2 separate regions of the Gossypium hirsutum genome follow, and region 2 is linked to region 1. Evidence: chromatin contacts called from public Hi-C data. All regions are on one chromosome and are shown on one strand. The core of a region is the stretch at or near the end of the contact, and the rest is flanking DNA. Distances in the headings are between cores, read along the strand shown.

Region 1 (4,642 bases), core at 621-3,120:
TTTTTGCTTGAGTTTGTCCTTCAAATTTTGAAAAGATAATCTCTTTCTTTTCCCCACCATACTAGGAAGTCCTAGATATCGCTCAAAATCATTAGCTCTTCTGACTCCAAGGATCTGTGAAACAACACTCCTTTCACTCTCTTTTGTATTAGTACTGAAGAAAACAATCGATTTTTCAAAATTCACATATTGCCCAGAACTTGTCTCGTATTCTTGTAGTATCTATTTTAATGAATGTGCTCTCCTATCCGTAGCTTCTGCAAATAAAATACAATAATCTGCAAATAGTAAATGGGAGATAGCTGGCCCTCTTCGACTTGCTTTAACACATTTAAAAACATTATCCTCTTTTGCTAACCTCATTTAAAACAATATTTGTTTTATTAATTGAATGTAACTCCATACCTTCGTTTAATCTTTGGAGACAAAAATTGGAGACGTCATCCCCAACAATTAACCAACACTTTTGATAGAATAAGGCTGGGAAACCATCCTCTCTCGGTGCTTTTGTATGACTCATTCCTAAAAGAGCTTCCCGAATTTCCTCCTTTGTGAACCTTGCCTTCAGTTTAATGTTATCTTCCTCAGAAATACACCTTCTAATACCTGTCAAGATATTCTCAAAGTTATTTTGCCCTCCTGTTGAAAACAAATGTAAAAAGTACGATCTGGAAATTTCCTCCATATCCTTCTATTCATCCGTCTCTCTGTCGTCTTCACCCAGCAGCTTGTGGATTCTATTTTGCTTCCTTCGTTGTGATTCTTGTTTATGAAAAAAAGTTGTATTTCTGTCTCCCAATTTCAACCAATTAATTCTGGCCCTCTGCTCCCAATAGCTTTCATCCTTCTCAATTTCTAAATTCAGATGGATTTTTGTGGCAATAATCTCTGCCAAGTTCTCCTCACTTCTATCCGCTTCAAGCAACATTTCTAATTTTGACAATAAGACCTCATTTTTCATCCTTTTATTCTGTTGGAACCGGACACTCCACCTTTGTTACCCTCGTTTTAAATTTTCTAGCTTCTTCACAAGGTCTCTTATTGAGTTTTCCCAAATACTTTTAGTCTCATCCAAGAATGTCTCTTCCAAAATCCACCATGCTTCAAACCTGAACATCTGATCTGCTATCCTTTTAACTCTGTGATCCGTATCAATAAGAAGTGGACAATGGTCTGAGAATGAATGTGGGAGGTGTTGAATTAGAAAATTTGGAAATAAGTCACTCCATCGTTCTGTTGCCACTCCTTTATCTAATCTTTCTTGGATATTAGTTTCTGGCAGATTTCCCCTCTCCCACGTAAACCTCTTACCTGAATAACCCAAATCCACTAAACAACAATATTCCAAAGCCTTCTGAAATGCTTCCATCCTTCTCTTTTCTCTAGGCAAACCACATTTCTTCTCAAAACCATATAAGATTTCATTAAAATCCCCACAAACCAGCCATGAGTCATCTCCCTGGTTTCTTAATTGTCGCAACAAGTTCCATGATTCCTCCCTATCATATGAATAAGGGGAACCATAAAAACCTGTAAATCTCCACTTTTCTCCACCTCCTTCTTCCTCAATGATCACATCAATATGTCTACTTGAAAAAATCTGTAGTGCAATACTAGCATTCCCTCTCCATGCTAAACAAAGTCCTCCTCTAGATCCAATCGAATCCACATCAATTCCAAAGTGAAATCCACAACTTCTTTGAATTTTTTCCATTTTTTTTGTTTAATTTTGTCTCCATTAAGAAGATCACTTGGGGATAGTGTTTCTTCAGCGAATGCCGAAGTCGATGAACTGTCCGAGGATTCCCCAAACCTCGGATATTCCAACTTAATATTTTCATTGCGATCGGTCAGCTTGCCTCTTAGCAGCCGCCGATAATAAATGATTGGATCCCTGTACTTTCCTATCTCTCCCTTCCATCTCCCTACTATCCTTAATATCCTTTCTCCCTCTCTTTTTTCCCTCTTCTCTTATAATCATCTCATTCTCCAACTCCTGTTCTATAGCCATTTGACTATAATCATTTAAAGGTCTAACCCTTTCTATTTGTGAGGAGAACCCATTACCTTCCAGATTAAATCCTAAAATAGGATCAACACTTCCCCTAAAATTTCCTACGCTTCCCCTTTCATTATTTCCTTCGCTTATTCCTCCCCCAGAACCTCCTTCCTCCCTTAACCATACACTCTTTATTGCTTGGGCTCTCCTTGATTGTGCACGCAAAGATAAATCCCATCCCATCATATCAACTTCAACCCTGCCTCTATTTTTGCTTCACAAAAGGAGTCATTATGTCCAAGACGGCCACAGTAGAAGCAAAAAAGAGTCAATCTTTCGTACTTAAATCTAACATAAGAGCACTTGTTATTAAACATAACCTGCTTTTTCCTTTTGAGAGGGCACCGAATGTCAACTTGAATTCTTATCCTCATGAAATTCATATTTTCTTTCCCCAAACTAGATCCATCGTATTCTTGAAAAATTCCAATAAAATTCCCTAACTGCATCGTTAAATTATCAGAGTAAAACCCAATGGGCATATATGTATTTGAACCCAAAACGGTGATGAGATTAAAGGAACTTTTAGTGGATTTCCCCCCTTGCAACTTGTGTAAAATTAGTAGATGATTATTGAATGTCCAATGATCCCATTTAATAACTCTTTCCATATCAATAACATGGAAAAAATTAAACAAGTACCTTTTTTCCCCCATATCTGTAATTTGAACACCCTTGACCGGATGCCATAGATTAGCCATGGTACTTTTCATTGCTGGATAATGGATGATACTGGCTGTAAGAAAACAACGAACCAGACTAAGAGATTCTTCATTATTAACTAAATCTGAGTCATTTTGTGCTTGCAGGATCTCTTCTTCATCATCATCAAGAGATAAAACCGCAAATTCTGATTCCATGGATGCTGTACTCGAATCCTCCGTTAAAGAAATCACTTCAAATCAATGGAGATGAATGCCGCCAAAACAAGAAAACACAAGAAAAAAACTTGCCAGAGAAGCAGACAGAGACGTGCTAGGGTAGCAGACTATGGAATAAGTTTTAACTAATTTTTAAAAGTAATAAATACTAATTAAATAAATCTAACATCATAATAGTAAAACAACATATATTAGATATTAAAATCACTATAAACATAATTCTTTATAAATCAATGAAAAAATTATAAATGATAAAATAATTGATTCGGATGCAAAGTATTTTTCTTTCTCATGTCATTATTATTACCACGATGCCATGTTAATATTATTTTGGAGTTAACTAATATTCAATTTAGATTATAGTATAAATATAAAGAATATATGATAATTCAATAAAATGATAATATATATAATATACAATTTTAAATAATTTTAAAGAAATTAATATAAATTATTTGTAAGTCTTAATTTGAATATAAAAATCACATTCATAATTTTCAATTAATATAAATGAGGGACAATTTGACACCCAAACCAGTTTTTGATAAGTTACAACTTCAGCTTTTTTTACGACTTGGAAAAACAGTTTGAATTAACGAATTAGTATTGCTAAACAATATACAAAATTACTTGCCGAATAAGGGTTTTTTTTTTAAATATAATGGGTTTAATCTAAAATATCTAACCATCTCATTGGACCTGTCTTGCAGATTTTACGTGAAAAATTTTTATCGGAAAAAATCACAAGCAGAGGAGGAAAAATTCACGAATGTTGAAAAACAACAATACAAGAGGTTTAATGATTAAACAACCCGTCTAATAGAATAAATATAGTCCTATATGAATTCAACTTGTGCAGTAAGGTTTTCTGCTCTCGATCCTAAGTCCTCACAGATCCCCAATTTTGCCTCTCTATTTTATTTTTTTAACAAGTGAGTTGTACCTCAAACTTTTTAAGTCGGATCAAATGGAATTCGAGTCACATAACTCTAACACCTATTATTTGCCCAAACAAGATCCTCATTTCATACTTGCGGTTGGACTAATCAATAAAATAACTAACACAAACCACCTTAAAAATATCATGCGGTAAAGAACCTATACATGTGTTCAATCCTCGTTTCGGGTCCTTTACCGTATGATATTTTTATAAATCATTAAATAAAGTTTTAAAAATATTTTTTAATTGGAGTCATTCATCTTCTTAACACAATTTTGTAAATTCCTATTCAAATAATCTTTTTAAAGTAAAATAGAAGAACAAAATGATTTGGGATGAGACATAAGATGTGATACATGTTTCGATAATGAGTCATTTACCTTCTCCACATAATCCCATGAATTCCCACTCGGATGAACTTTGATAAGTAAAGCAAAAGAACAAAATGATTTGGGATAAGACACTAGAGCTGATCATGGCCCGGCCGGGCCATAACAAAATTTTAAACTTGTTTTCTATGTTTGGGTTTAGTTCGACCCAAAAAATAAGTTTAAATTTTTTCTCAAGCACTATTCAGATTATAGATGCTAAACTCGAGCCAACTTGGCCTGGTTTGTATTAAAAAATTTTAAGATTATTTTATTATATAAAACAAATTTTAAAGATATAATATATCAAATACAAACATTAAAATAAATATTAAAACAACAAACAAATTAAAAATGATATTAGGGAAATTGGAAACTCCATTATACATATATG
Region 2 (4,642 bases), core at 1,465-3,964, 120 kb after region 1:
AAGCTTGGATAAAAGATACCAATGCTGACATGAGCAACTATATCATGAGATAGGTGACAACCAAAGCAAAAGCTGGTCGCGTTAGTGTCAAATGTTGGTCCCCCTGTTAATGGTGACCAGCAGAAGTACTTAATCATATTACTTTGTGTACGTTTAATGATTTAAATGGTTATTTTCAATCCCATAAACTTTAGGATTTTTACTGCTGTTGTGCTGATTTTAAGATGAAAGGTTTATTTTTAAAATTTTTAAGCACTTCCCTCCGATAACGGTAACAGACTGGAGGTTGCATGTTCCTTTTGACAACCAAGTATTTCAGCAGTATAATTAAGGAGTTTGTTTGTTTTCTTCTGAAATTGTCAAAGGCTGATGGGCATGAAATACATCTTTTACAGGTGCAGGTTGCTCTATAGAGGCAAATGGAAATGGTTCCTATCGGGTGAGAATATCTGCCAATGCCACCAAAACTGTTGCAGAGATGAGAAGGCGACTTGAAGAGCTAATGAATGGTAGAACCATAAAACATGCCGGCCTCACCCCTTCTATATTGCAGCATTTGTTCTCTAGAGATGGCATTCATCTTATGAGGTCATTGCAACGGGAGACAAGAACCTACATTTCTTTCGACAGGCATAGTCTGGGTGTAAGAATCTTTGGCTCTCCAGATGCTGCCGCTGTAGCGGAGCAAAAAATGATTCAATCTCTTTTGTCGTACCATGAGAGCAAGCAGCTTGAGGTTTGCCTTCGTGGTCCGGGTCTGCCACCTGACTTGATGAAGGAAGTGGTTAAGAAATTCGGGCCAGACCTTCATGGGCTGAAAGAGAAGATACCTGGGTCCGAGTTTACACTTGACTCCAGGCTTCATGTTATTTCAATCCATGGGGACAAAGAAACAAAGAGAAAGGTTGAATTGATTGTCCTTGACATTGCAGAGACAGGTGAAGATTTAGCCAAGAAATCTGATTGTGATACTACCTGCCCTATTTGCTTGTGTGAAGTAGAAGATGGCTACTGGCTTGAAGGTTGTTCACATTTCTTCTGCCGTCCGTGTTTGGTGGAGCAATGCGAGTCTGCAATCAGAAACTTGGATAGTTTCCCTATATGCTGTGCGCACCAAGGGTGTAAAGTCCCCATATTGCTTACTGATTTGAAGTCTCTCCTTTTGTCGGAGATGTTGGAGCAACTCTTTCGGGCTTCTTTAGGGGCATTTGTTGCATCCAGTAAAGGCACGTACAGGTTTTGCCCGTCTCCCGATTGCCCTTCAGTTTATCGTGTTGCTGATCCTGAGACTCCTGGCGAGCTATTTGTCTGTGGAGCATGTTACACGGAGACTTGTACTAGGTGCCATGGGGAGTATCATCCTTATCTGTCATGTGAGAAGTACCGGGAGTTCAAGGAAGATCCAGATATATCTTTGAAAGAGTGGTGCAAAGGGAAAGAGCAGGTAAAAACTTGCCCCGTCTGCGGATATACAATCGAGAAGATCGATGGGTGTAACCATATCGAATGCAAGTGTGGAAGACATGTTTGCTGGGCCTGTTTAGAGGTCTTTACCTGCAGTGATGATTGTTATAACCATTTGAGGGCTGTTCACATGGCGATCATCTAAAACTCGGTTACAGTAATACAATTTAAATAGAGATACATCTAGGTACAGAAAAATAGATCTTTCATGTCAAACAGATTGGTGCCGGTGCTGCGGCTCCAGTAAATGATTTAAACCATTTCACAGTTCCTACCCATGCCTCCATCTCTGTTAATGTTATTATAAACTCTATATCATAGAAGTTGACTTTCGAAATGATTTCCTTTCTAGAATGGGATTATCATTCATATATATATATTTATGTATGTATATATAAATGACAAAAAAAGAAGAGAAAAACAGATGAAAATACCCATTTTCTTCCTTTATCATTCAAAACAAATATCTACAACCAAATGCCAAACCAACACTGGCAATCCCAAGGCAAATAGCCAAAGCAACAATCAATGACATTTCATCCCCATTATTGTTTCCACCCTCAATTCCCTCTTCTACCAATCTTTGCCTCTCTGTTTTATCACAAAAATTCTTATCTTTCTCCACCATTTGTGATTTCAGAACCCAGACTTGAATCTCAAGCAATCTCACCCATTGCCGATAAGCAAACAACTGCAACGATTCTTTCATAAAAGCATCCGATACCCGTTGTTTCTCCTCCGCCAAGTCCGCCGCCTTCCTTTCCGCTTCCCTCGCACGCGTTTGCGACAACCTTAAAGCCTTGAAAATCTCCAACTTCCCATCATCGTTTTTATCGTCCTCTTGTCCTATGATGCTATAACCCGCCCTGTTATTCGACGACATCAACTCCACCGCCTTATCCAACCCAGCGAACACCTTGAGAGGTGGAGGGAGATCACAGTTTTGCATCAAATCAATACCAGACTTCTTAGAAATTAGACCACCTATCATCATCATATCATTCTCTTTACCAACCATGGAATAATTCAATTTCTGATTAAGTTTTGGTGCCTGCGTAGCCATTGCGGGTGTCTCCATGCAGGCAATACACAAACCTCTATCAGTCCCACCTGCGATTCCTTTAATTGGTTTCGATCAGAATAGCTGTGGACCAAAAAAAAAACAGTTGGTGAAAGAGGGAGAGAGAGAGAGAACCGCAAGAAAGGGGAAGTATATATAACTTTTTTATTGTTGAAATTCGTTACTTGCGTGCTTAAACTTGCTTTAAGCTGCAATATATGTTATGTATATAGCGTTTTGGGGTTGGTGAAGCCTCCACTCCACCAATTTTCCAATATTATAATTCACCATTACTTGCCAAATACACTTTAATGTTTTAGCTTACTCACCAAGACTTGGGAGCTTTGCCTTTTATTTTACCTTAATATATGCAATTATTCCTTATATTCTAATATTTAACCACAACTATTTATTTTATTTTATTAAATTTATATTCATTATAATATCATTTACGTGAGTATTTTCTTTTAAATTTTAAAATGTCATATCAATCGTTTTAATAAAAAAATTAATAGGATTAACAATTAAATTTAAATTTTAAAATCTGAAAGGTAAAATTTTTTTCTAAAAATAAAAATATAATGACTAAATTTTAAATTTGTAAAGAGTATGAAAATATATCAATAGATTGAAACCATGAATAAATTGAGGTATCAGTTTGGAGAAGGCCAATAGATTAGTTGACTCGAGAATCAATATAGACCAGTTAAATTAGGTAAAAATCGATTGAATCTAATTTTTTAAATATTTGTTTTTTAAATTTTTAATAATTTATTTAATTGAATCAAACATATAAGTAAGACCGACAAAGTGGTGGCCAAACCAATTCAACAACCAAAATGATTTTAAAACCTTGGGTAAGATTGTTATAAAAATAGCTATCACAAGATTAAATATTATAAATTATAATTTTTTTTTATTTGTTACAAGTCAAAACTTTAAATATAAGATTATTATCCAATACATCATCAGTGAAGTAAAAAAAAACCTACAAATTGATTTAGGTGGATCCCACTTGTTTTTTTAGAGGTAATTTGTTATTTTAGGTGTAACAAAAAAATGTACATGTTATACCCCTACAAGAGTAGGACATGTGGTAGAACATGGAACAAGCCGCAGATGACCCTCTGTTGAGAATAACACAATCCTCTATTGGGAACCATTCGCGATGACCCCTCGCTTAGGGTGATCTATAGAAACCCTCCGCATATCCTAGTTGAATCACCTCAAAAATGATTTGTTACATCCCCCCTCGCGGGGACCACTGAGACACAACAACCTTGTACAACCTCATGGTGGAGAACTTCAAAGCAAGACCATATAGTACACCATATGGTGATAATTGACTTGGAACGACTTTGCCACCTGGTTGAGCACACGATTATTCCTACCCTCATATTGTCAGCTACGTGGTACTACAAGACAAGGGGCAATCCCCCTATATATGCCCCAAAGCACAAGAGACTAAGGATCTCTTTCCTCCCCAAGAAAAATTAAGTATCAGCCTAACCTCCACGTTTTCTTTCCCTTTCTTCTCTTTCCTCTCTTTGAATACCTTAACCCTGGCTTTTTGCCTATCATTGGTGAACTAGTATTCCTATCTTCGTCACATTTTCCTCATTGTTGAGAACCAATATCAACAATTGGTATGGTGAGCGGAGCAAGGTCACTTTATAATCCTCCCTTCAACTAGGAGAAGACAATTGTTATACATAAACATATTACCTACAATATAGATTCCAACCCTTTTATATACACCTATTGGGATTAGGGCAAAAGAAAGTCTTTTAGGGAATTCTTCCTCTACTCTATTCTTTACTCAAAATACATGATACAAACCAGCCTAAGGACTCAGCTGGCTCCAATCGAGATTCTCTCAAGCTTCCTATTGGACCAATCACTCGAGCATGAGCTAAACGTTTTAGGAGTCAATATCAACTTTAATTGGTCAAGTTTGGAAGGAAATTACAAGTGGACTCCTTAGCCATGACCTAGATGGTTCAGCAATGGACATTTTCAACTTATTTGAAGCTGAACCTAACTTAGCTAGCTAACTCAGCTACTAAGACATTTACAATTCATTTACAATAATTATATTAATTTTGTTTAATTTTTTTA

The links. A called contact is a pair of places that touch in the nucleus more often than the background predicts.
Region 2: a Hi-C map of leaf shows a contact between it and region 1, with 7 times the contacts expected there. The contact joins the promoter of LOC107950001 here to the enhancer-like site in region 1. A contact is called at or near these places in 19 of 34 Hi-C or Micro-C datasets (anther, callus, fibers and 4 more).

The regions. Positions count from the first base shown.
Region 1 is chrD03:5,154,466-5,159,107 of Gossypium_hirsutum_v2.1, forward strand. No RefSeq gene overlaps it. Among protein-coding and RNA genes, the nearest start is that of LOC107950428, 6.3 kb to the left of the region's middle. Within about 2 kb of position 1,871, at least 8 of the 9 cell types and tissues checked have an H3K27ac peak or open chromatin away from gene starts, as enhancers often do. A contact at or near this core is called in fibers, hypocotyl and leaf, where this site is marked.
Region 2 is chrD03:5,270,116-5,274,757 of Gossypium_hirsutum_v2.1, forward strand. It overlaps LOC107950001, which reads right to left and starts at 2,715. Exons shown (of 2, transcript XM_041089664.1): 1 at 1,899-2,715; 2 at 1,414-1,554. The coding sequence starts at 2,542. The coding sequence ends at 1,919. LOC107950424 (ATP-dependent RNA helicase DEAH11, chloroplastic) reads left to right here. Exons shown (of 3, transcript XM_041089663.1): 3 at 396-1,734. The coding sequence ends at 1,609.